2 separate regions of the Anser cygnoides genome follow, and region 2 is linked to region 1. Evidence: chromatin contacts called from public Hi-C data. All regions are on one chromosome and are shown on one strand. Each heading gives the region's core, a stretch centred on a gene start, on an enhancer-like site or on the middle of the called end of the contact. The rest is flanking DNA. Distances are from core to core; before and after follow the strand shown.

Evidence for each region. A called contact is a pair of places that touch in the nucleus more often than the background predicts.
Region 2: a contact with region 1 is called in a Hi-C map of liver, with 1.8 times the contacts expected there. The contact joins the promoter of TTC1 here to the promoter of PTTG1 in region 1. A contact is called at or near these places in 3 of 7 Hi-C or Micro-C datasets (granulosa cells and liver).

What each region holds. Positions count from the first base shown.
Region 1 is chr14:19,341,006-19,345,428 of Taihu_goose_T2T_genome, forward strand. PTTG1 (PTTG1 regulator of sister chromatid separation, securin) reads right to left here and starts at 1,895. Exons shown (of 6, transcript XM_013178550.3): 1 at 1,756-1,895; 2 at 1,061-1,163; 3 at 600-778; 4 at 84-177. The coding sequence starts at 1,142. SLU7 (SLU7 homolog, splicing factor) reads left to right here and starts at 2,031. Exons shown (of 14, transcript XM_048064709.2): 1 at 2,031-2,448; 2 at 3,105-3,258; 3 at 3,540-3,620; 4 at 4,224-4,388. The coding sequence starts at 2,285.
Region 2 is chr14:19,520,896-19,525,318 of Taihu_goose_T2T_genome, forward strand. TTC1 (tetratricopeptide repeat domain 1) reads right to left here and starts at 2,659. Exons shown (of 8, transcript XM_048064782.2): 1 at 2,554-2,659; 2 at 1,763-2,113. The coding sequence starts at 2,104.

The DNA of each region.
Region 1 (4,423 bases), core at 645-3,144:
TACCACTGCAGCTTGGCCATTCTTACAGCGTCAACCCTTAAAGCCTGATTCTTTGTTTTAATAATTACCCCAAGAGTTCTTACCTCCAGGATCATAGCAAAATATTTTTTCTATTTCAGGGAAGGGTTCTTCAAGTATCACATCCTGGCTCTCTAATCCAGCAGTCTTTTCAGCAACCTTAACAAGGAAAAGATACATTACTTGAGCTAATCTGTTTTTTCAATGTAGTATCCTTTTTGTCTTTTCTGTGCTGGACAGCTTTATAGACAAGAATACTGTCATACAGTCCTCAGTTACATCTAAATTCTAACACCTTCTATGCAAAGTAGCTGAAGCATTTGCCCTTATGCTGCTTCGCTTTTGTAACTGTACCATATGCACTGGCAACAAATCTCTGCTGTACAACATTTAGGCTCATTATATTAAAGCCCTGCTAATTAAAATGTGAACAAGACAGTAACTCAGGCAACATTTTCTTTAGAGCCACTTCTTTACCTTTACATATTCGCTAAGCTGTTGTATGCCTTGTATCTATGTAGGTAAGCCCTGCACCCCTTCCTTCCTTCCCACCCACCCTTATGGAAGGCAGTTGTACTTACTTTCTTTGCAGTGCAAGGTAGATTTTTCTGTCTCATCTGCTCTTTCTTGCTTGTGACTCCTACAGTCCTGTTCACGTTTCCAAGAGCCTTTCTGACAGAGTGTGATGTGGCTGGAGATGTTTTAATTGTTTTTTTAGGAAGTGGCGTACTGACTTGAGTTCTTTCAGACAAGACTTTTGCTGGGGGAGGAAAGAGCAAGCTTTAGCACCATGTCAACCCTAAAGCCTGCTTCATTAGGTGCACATGCTAGAAAGCAAATTGTCATTCTCTACTTATAATTCAGAAGCATAAGCCCTCTCTATGAAAGGCAAGTAATTTTCACTTTCATAACAATTGATAAGCTTAGTTTTATTTTTATATCTAATTAACCAGTTCTGCTCTCTATTCAAATTGGTGAATAATGAAACCCAACTCATGCATCTTACTCTGTTCCCCACTACTTTAGCAGGGCATATACGCACATGATCCTGAAGGGCGTCTTAACTGATTCTTAGCAGCACCAACTTCACCATTCTCCTTATCTAAGAAGATTAGCGTTGTCATCTTCAGGCTGGTGAGACCACTCTAGAAAGGCATACAGAGAGAGAAGGAATAAGTTCTTATTATTTCTTTCAGCACAGTTTTTAAGCAGCACTACAGGCAACAGAGCTAGTTCCAAGAAGAGGAAGATGAGAAAATCACCTGGCTTTTGTCATAGACAGCACTGAGGTTTCTGAGTGGAGAACGACGTGCTTCAAGTCATAGGAGCTTGACTAGAGACTTATGGCTGAAAGTATCCAAGCAGATAGCAAGCTCACATCCCCCATGGATTTGAGAAAGTTGCTAAGTCTCCCTAACAATCCTACACAGCAAGGCCCAATATCTTTGGGTCACTGCCTCGCTTTTCTATGGTGTTTATTGCTGCTTACCCCACCAAGGAGAGCAATACCGGGAGGGTAGCGAGGCCCTGGCACGGGCTGCCCAGAGAAGCTGCGGGTGCCCCAGCCCTGGAGGTGCTCACGGCCAGGCTGGGTGGGGCCCTGAGCAACCCGACCCAGTGGGAGGCGTCCCTGCCCATGGGGCAGCGCCCAGCGCTCCCTCGCTGCCCCCTCCCAGGGCCTGCCCGAGCCCCCAGGGCCTGCCCGAGCCGCTCTCACTGCACCCCAGCCCCACTCACCTGGGGCAGGCAGCAGCAGAACCCCCAGCTGCAGCAGCGGCGCTGGCTCTGAGGCGCCGCCCTCCCGCCACCAGCTTTTAAATCGCCTCTGCCTCTCCCATTGGCTGCTTCGACTAACGCTCAGGCACCCGATTGGCTCAGCGGCGCTAGTGGGCAGGGCAGGACCGGGCAGGAGCGAGCCCGCCCCCGACGCCGCCGCGTTGCTGCGGTGCCGGCGTGAGGCCGCCTCGGGGGGCGGTGCCTTTAAGGGGCGGGGATCGAGGAGGAGCCGCGGTGCATGGTGGGGTGGCGGCGCGGTGCTGAGGCCTAGCTGGGAGACGGGCGACAGGGAAGGCTGGGGGCGGTAGGGGTGCAGTGTCGCTGCGTCACCCCTCAGTCACCGCTCCGTCACCTCGGTGGTGTGGAGGGGCCCGTGGCGTCGCTGGAGGAGGGGAAGGGTGGAAAAGCGACGAAGTAAAGCTGCGCGAGGCGTGCTGCCCGGCGGTGTCGGGCCGGCTCCGTGCGGGGGTCTCGGTTGGAGGCACACAAAATGGCGGCTGGGGCGGCAGCCAGCGGCAGTGCCGCGGGGGGCCCGGGCGAGGTGGGCCTGGAGGAGCCCAAGAAGATGACGAGGGAAGACTGGAGGAAGAAGAAGGAGCTGGAGGAACAGAGAAAGCTGGGGAACGCGCCTGCTGAAGTGGACGAAGAAGGGAAGTAAGTTTTGTTAGCGCGCTGGTTAAAGGGGCAGGCCACAAAGCGGTCTTGTTGGGCGCGGGATGGCAGCGCTCTGGGGGGCGCTCTGCGCTGCGGGAGGAAGCTGTGCGGGTTCATGAATTTACTTTGAACGTTCCGGCCTTCCTCAGAAAACCGGCGCTTCTGCTTCCAAAACGAAGCATTCGCTGTTTACCCGGTCTGTTGGGGTGCTAGCCCAATAAATCGATGTTTACCTGATCTGTTGGGTGCTGCCCCCCTTATGCGAACCCCTACAAGGGGTGTTTTACAAGGGGTATACACAGTACTGGGGGACTTTACAGGTTGTTTATTCCTTTTCTTTGTGGCATCTACAAGGCCCCTGCTCACCATCCCATGGCCTCCGGAAAGAGAAGCATTAATGTTCTCGTTCTCAGTAACTGCATAGAATGAAGTATTTAGTTTGGAGTCAGGAGTTTAGGTGAATTAATGGTAACAAAATCTCAAGGAAGTCCGTTTGCATACTTGAGATGACCTTACTTACAGCATTATAGTTTCAGTGATTATTATCACTTTTAAAGCATTGAACTTAATGTAAGAGTTATTTGTTAGGCTAAATTGCGAGGTGTGTTTTTTATTTTTTCCTGTGCCACGTATTTATTTCATGACATCTTTTACAGAGATATCAATCCTCATATTCCTCAGTACATTTCTTCAGTGCCATGGTACATAGATCCTTCTAAAAGGCCTACGCTAAAGCATCAGAGACCCCAGCCAGAGAAGCAGAAACAGTACAGCTCTTCTGGAGATTGGTACAAACGAGGAGTTCAAGAGGTGTGCAGAATGTTTTTGTCCTGAAATAAAGGTTTTGTTTGAGGAAATAAGAGTCATTGACATCCTGCAATTTCTAGGTCTGTGTTTCTGAGGGGGGCAAGAGCTGGGAATTTGTATTCAGCAGGCATGTTCCTGTGTTTGGTGATAACCAAAATAAGCATTTTGGGTTTGGCTAGAGCATATGTGCTTTAGTGGTATTGAAAAAAATGAATTAGTTGATAGAAACACATACATGAATGTTGCCGCAAGCTTGTACAATACTTGTCTTTTCTGTTGTTTAGCATGCAATAGCTACCAGATACCGTAAAGGAGCTTGTGAGAACTGTGGTGCGTTGACACACAAAAAGAAAGACTGCATGGAGGTAAACTTGACCACTGTTGATGTTTTAATGGCTTTGAAAACAACATGAGTTCTAATCTTAATGAAAAATAGCTAGCTAAAGTAAAAAACTACTATTTTGAAAAAGTTACTTTAAAAAAGGTTACAAGTATCAAAATTCTGTTTGAAAGATTCTAAAACAATAGTGCTGTAGGAGAAACAATTGAAAAGTGAAGAAAAAAATAACTACTGTTCAGGGTGGTGTTCATCATTTCTGTTTGTGATAAGCACTAAAATAAAAGGTAAAAGTGTTTGGCTTTTAGTTCTTCATGTTAATTTATTTTAACTCAGATGCTGTTGTGGCTGTCTGTTTCACGTCAGCTAGAAGCAGTCTGCAGAAACTAATCGCTTCTTTAACTGTTGAAAATTGAGTCAGTAATTGGTATTTTTGAGTTGGTTGTATTACTTTAAAATACAGAATTGAACTGCTCACGTTTACTTAGAATTTGGAGGCTTACTGTGTTGAATTTAACTTGATTTTTTTATAAATTTTATATAAATTGATATTGTTTTTAAAGGTGTGTATCTTAGCAAGCAGCATATTCCAATCTAATTGACCAATGCATTTATTTATTTATTTATTCAGAGACCCAGGAAAGTTGGAGCAAAATACACAGGCATGAATATTGCACCAGATGAACATGTGCAACCTGAACTGATGTTTGATTACGATGGAAAGCGAGATCGTTGGAATGGCTATAACCCAGAAGAGCACATGAAGATTGTAGAGGAATATGCCAAGGTTGATCTGGTGCGTAGGTTATATAGTTTATAATTTATAGCTTA
Region 2 (4,423 bases), core at 1,409-3,908, 180 kb after region 1:
GAAAGGACCAGCCTTCCTATACAAAAAAAAAGTACCAAGCCCCTATGCATTCACTGACACATTCATATTTTATGCACTTAACAGAGTTATGACACTTCATTTCTTCTTTTCCTTATTTTGATAGCCCATGTCCATTACCATCGGTAATGATGATTTAGGAGTTTCTGAAATAAGCCCTTCAGTACGATATCTTCCCCTGTGAAGTAATGCTTTCTGGAGATGGAGCCCACCTTCTATTACCAGCTGTCATTCCTTGCTCAACTCTCTCTGTCCCTCATTATAATCACTTATGCAATGCTACCTACAATCCAAGCTGTGCACCTACTTCCAGTAAGGACTCTATCCCCCTTATAGGGATAAGATCACAGAACAGTTTGGGGTGGAAGTGACCTTGAAGAGCACCAAGTTCCAACCCCCCTGCCATGGCAGGGACACCTCCCACCACACCAGGTTGCCCCAAGGCCCCATCCAGCCTGGCCTAGAGCACTGCCAGGAATGGGGCAGCCACAGGTTCTCTGGGCAGCCTGGATCAGGACCTCAGCACCCTCGCAGAAAAGAATTTCTTCCTCATGTCTAGCCTAAACCTACCCTCTTTTAGTTCTAAGCCTTTACCCCTTGTTCTATCCCTATGTTCTCTGATAAAGTTCCTCTCCAGCTTTCCTGTAGGCCCCCTTTAGGTACTCTCTCCCTAGAGAGTTAACGTTCACGCCTACAGGACTATAAAATGAAGTTTGCTGAAGTCTTCCCCTCTGAAATTATGATAGGTCAAAACTCCACCTTTTCCCCAATTGCCAATAAATATACTAGTATTATTCATCAATATTTCAGTTTTTAGTATAATTAACTGCTCATCAGGGTAATGCAATCAGGTTTTAAGAGGCTGGATCAGCTCTTTGAAACGTTATTTGTTCTAAAGGCCAAGCTATAAAAACCTGGTTCCTCCTAATTTATCAGCAGTAGAGTGCTCAAGAACTGGGAGAAACACAATATACAAGTGTTCTACAGGACTTGTATGTTAGCACATAGGTTTTGATTTAGTATTTTTACTTCCCCACCGTTCACAAATTCAAGTTGCAAAAAGTTTTTTTTTTTTTAAATTATATGATGACCATAATACCCTAGAACCTTGAAAGCTAATGTCTGTCAAGTGACACCACTGACTAAGTGTCACAACAACTGGTTCACACAGACTTACTGTGGCGTAGACACTTTTAGAGGCTGCTGAACAAACCCTCAGGCCTATTTCATTATTCCTCACAAGCTCACACAGCTTGTTACCCAAACGTTTTGCCCAACATTGAAAACAAACAAAAACCAAACATTAAAGCATTTTGTTTAAAGCCTCAGTAATCTATAGGGATAAATTTCAACGTTAATCCCAAAACACTAATACATCAGCTAGCCTTTCAGATATCAAAAGTATCTTGAATACCCCCCCCCCCCCGAGTGTTTGGAAAGCATTCTGCAGATAATCTGGGGAAAACAAATAATGCACACAAACTCAGCAACGTGAAACAGGGAAAATTTTGTTTCTTACAATCTGTCTTAAGTCACAGCAACCTTACACACTGCAGAAAGCAGATAAAAACCTGCGACAGAGTGTGATGATTAGCAACAGTAAGCAAAGCTAACAAAATAACAGGTACCAAAAAGAAATTGGGAACAGTAACATTAGTCACATAAAAGAGTTTTAAAGGTCCATTTTCATGCTGGTCACAAACCATTCAGAGAAGTGACACTGAAAGTGGGTACTTTGAATTACCTGTTTTTCTTCCTCTGGCATATCTTTTTCTAGTTCCAGTAAGTATTCTTCATCTAGTTCTGTCTGCTTCCTTGTGCTATTCTCATCATTCTGTATATTCCTTTCATCATCCAGTATAGGTTCTTTCACCTCAAAGGAGTCATGACAGTCATGGAAACACTCATCTGCTATCGTGGGATCTTTGGCTGAAGATGCTGCATAGCCACTTCCCATATTTTGGGGATTGTGGATATCTTTAGGGCCAGAAGCCAACGAGCTGGTGCTCTGCGATGCCTTCTGATCAGAAAGCTTTAAGTGACCAAGTAATTCTTCAGGTGGGCTTCCATCTTTAAACTCTTCCATGTTGGAGTCCTTGGAAAGGTTAGATTTTTAGAAACGAGAAAGAAATCACCCTAAATAAGCCCAATACAGCAAACAAGTATCTAAAATGCTTATAGATACACCTAAATAACCGAGCTATTAATAGATGACATCACCCGAAGGAACCCATAGCCCCTCCAGGGGAGGAAGGCACCAGCAGACACCCCTCCCAGCCGCCACACAGCTGAGGGGGGCACCGCGCTGCCGCCACGCCCCCGTCAAGCCCAGGCCCCCCCCAGGCCCCGACCGTCCTGCAGCGGGGCCCCACCGCGTCCACCTGCAGCCCGGGGGCCCTGCCGTCCCCGCGGGCCCCCCCAAGCTGCGTGCAGCGGACCCCCCGCCGCCCCCCCCAGTACGGCCTCCACCGGGCCCGGCCACCCCCAGGCCCCGACCTGCGCCTTCTCTTCCGCCTTCCTCCACGCCCGCCTCACCTCGCGGGTCGCTTCTTGCCTCCGGGCCAGCCAATAGAAAGGGGGCGTTGCGCGCGGGGCTTGCTGGGGTTTGTAGTCGCTACGCGTTGCCGGGGTTTCGGCTTCTGACGGTTGCTGGGATTTGTAGTTCTCGGGACGTAGAGGGCGGTGCCGGCCCGCGGGCCCGCCTGCGGGAGCGGAGGGGAGGGGAGAGGGGAGGGGGGGGCGTTATAGCCCTGAGGGCAGAGCCGTGTGGAGCCTGAGTCGGAGCCCCATCAGGGCCCCGGCTGTGGCGAGGCCACAAATAAGGCCTGGGGGAGGGCTGGAGGAGGCACGTTGGGTCGAGACGCCCTCCCCTGAAAAATAAGGGTGAGGGAAATAGGGATGGCCCGGTGGGTGAGCAGGAAGAGGGCCCGGGTACTGGACCCAAGGATACTGGTCCTATTGCCTGTTCCTTTAGTGACAACAGCTATATGGCTTGTCACGGCTGTACCGCTTACAGGGCACCCTGAACTGGTTGGCTGTGTGACGAACTTCAGGTTTATATATCTTGTATTCCAGTAGCATGTGAAAACCAAATTCTGTGTAACTTAAGTACTGGAATAAAGCCCCCTGTCACCTGTCACTTTGCTTTGCATCCGGTCATTCCATACCACACAAATGTTGCGCCTCGAACTTAGAAACAAAACTGAATTTTCCACAAGTTTTGACCTAGTGGAAAGTATGCAAGGCAGCGTCTTTTTATGGAAAATCGCTGTGCCAAGCCATGGGGCAGTCAGTACGTATTCTTATGAGGCTTTCATTGCTCTAAACAGTTTTTCAGCAAGCTTTTCAACAACTAAAAGATCGCTGCAACATAGAGAGATATGTTCCAGATTCATGTTGGGTAGAATTTGTCCTGATCAGCAGGATGTGATTGAGGATGATCCTCAGTGAATATGGGTTCTTAAAAACAGAGTAATTGGTCTTTTATGAGGAAGGGGATTCCCTTTCTTCTTTGCCTTTATATCACAGCAAAATAAGCTGAGACTATTAAAGCTGTGCCAGCTCTTTATGTTACCACACACAGTTGTTAAAAACACCAAGAAATTATTAAATCTCCAGATCTCCACTGGTGGACTGAAGCATATGTAGCATATGTGAACGTCCTGGGGAGGAGATGGGTCCTTAAAAATATTTTGAGACCTGTCCTGTCTTCCAGACTTCTAAATGATATCACCATACTTTGATGCAAGTCTGAAGGGCCTGTGGGTTGTTCAGCATTTCAAAGTTAAAGTAAAAATTGAAGATCTAGATGCTAGATTCATCTTTGGTCTTAATTGGTTTGATTTGGGTTTCTAGATGAACATTTCTAGTAACTGAGTGTGTTGGTATCAGTAATGGATGTGGGCATTAAATTATATTGAAGTCCTTTGCAGTAAGTTGGCAAGAACATGGCTAGTTACAGTGAAAGCAAACAGGATGTCTTTGGCTGATTTTTTTCCCTCTCTCTCTGGATAAAAAAGTAGATTCAGCATTCTGCAACATCCCAGCTGCAGTGATTTAACCCACAAAAATGTGCCTTTTTGCTGTTCTGCTAGCACTGTAATTTATTCTGGTTTACAGAAAATATTTCTGAACCTTTACACTGTCCTGTTAAATATTGTTTCATTTGAAAAGGGAGAAGGAAATTACAGTTGTGGTACAAAATCAAGCTGTGCAGTTTTAAATTGGATAAAATGCTATTTAAAACTCCCCTGGCTGTGCAAAGAGCACAGGGGTTTGGGAAAAAAGACACAGGGTTCCATCCCCCAAAAGAATTGTACTGGTGAGAATAATACTGGGCATCAAGGGTTTCTCACGAATTCATTCTCTCATGAATCTTTACTCTAAATCTAGCAAGAAGGGCAAG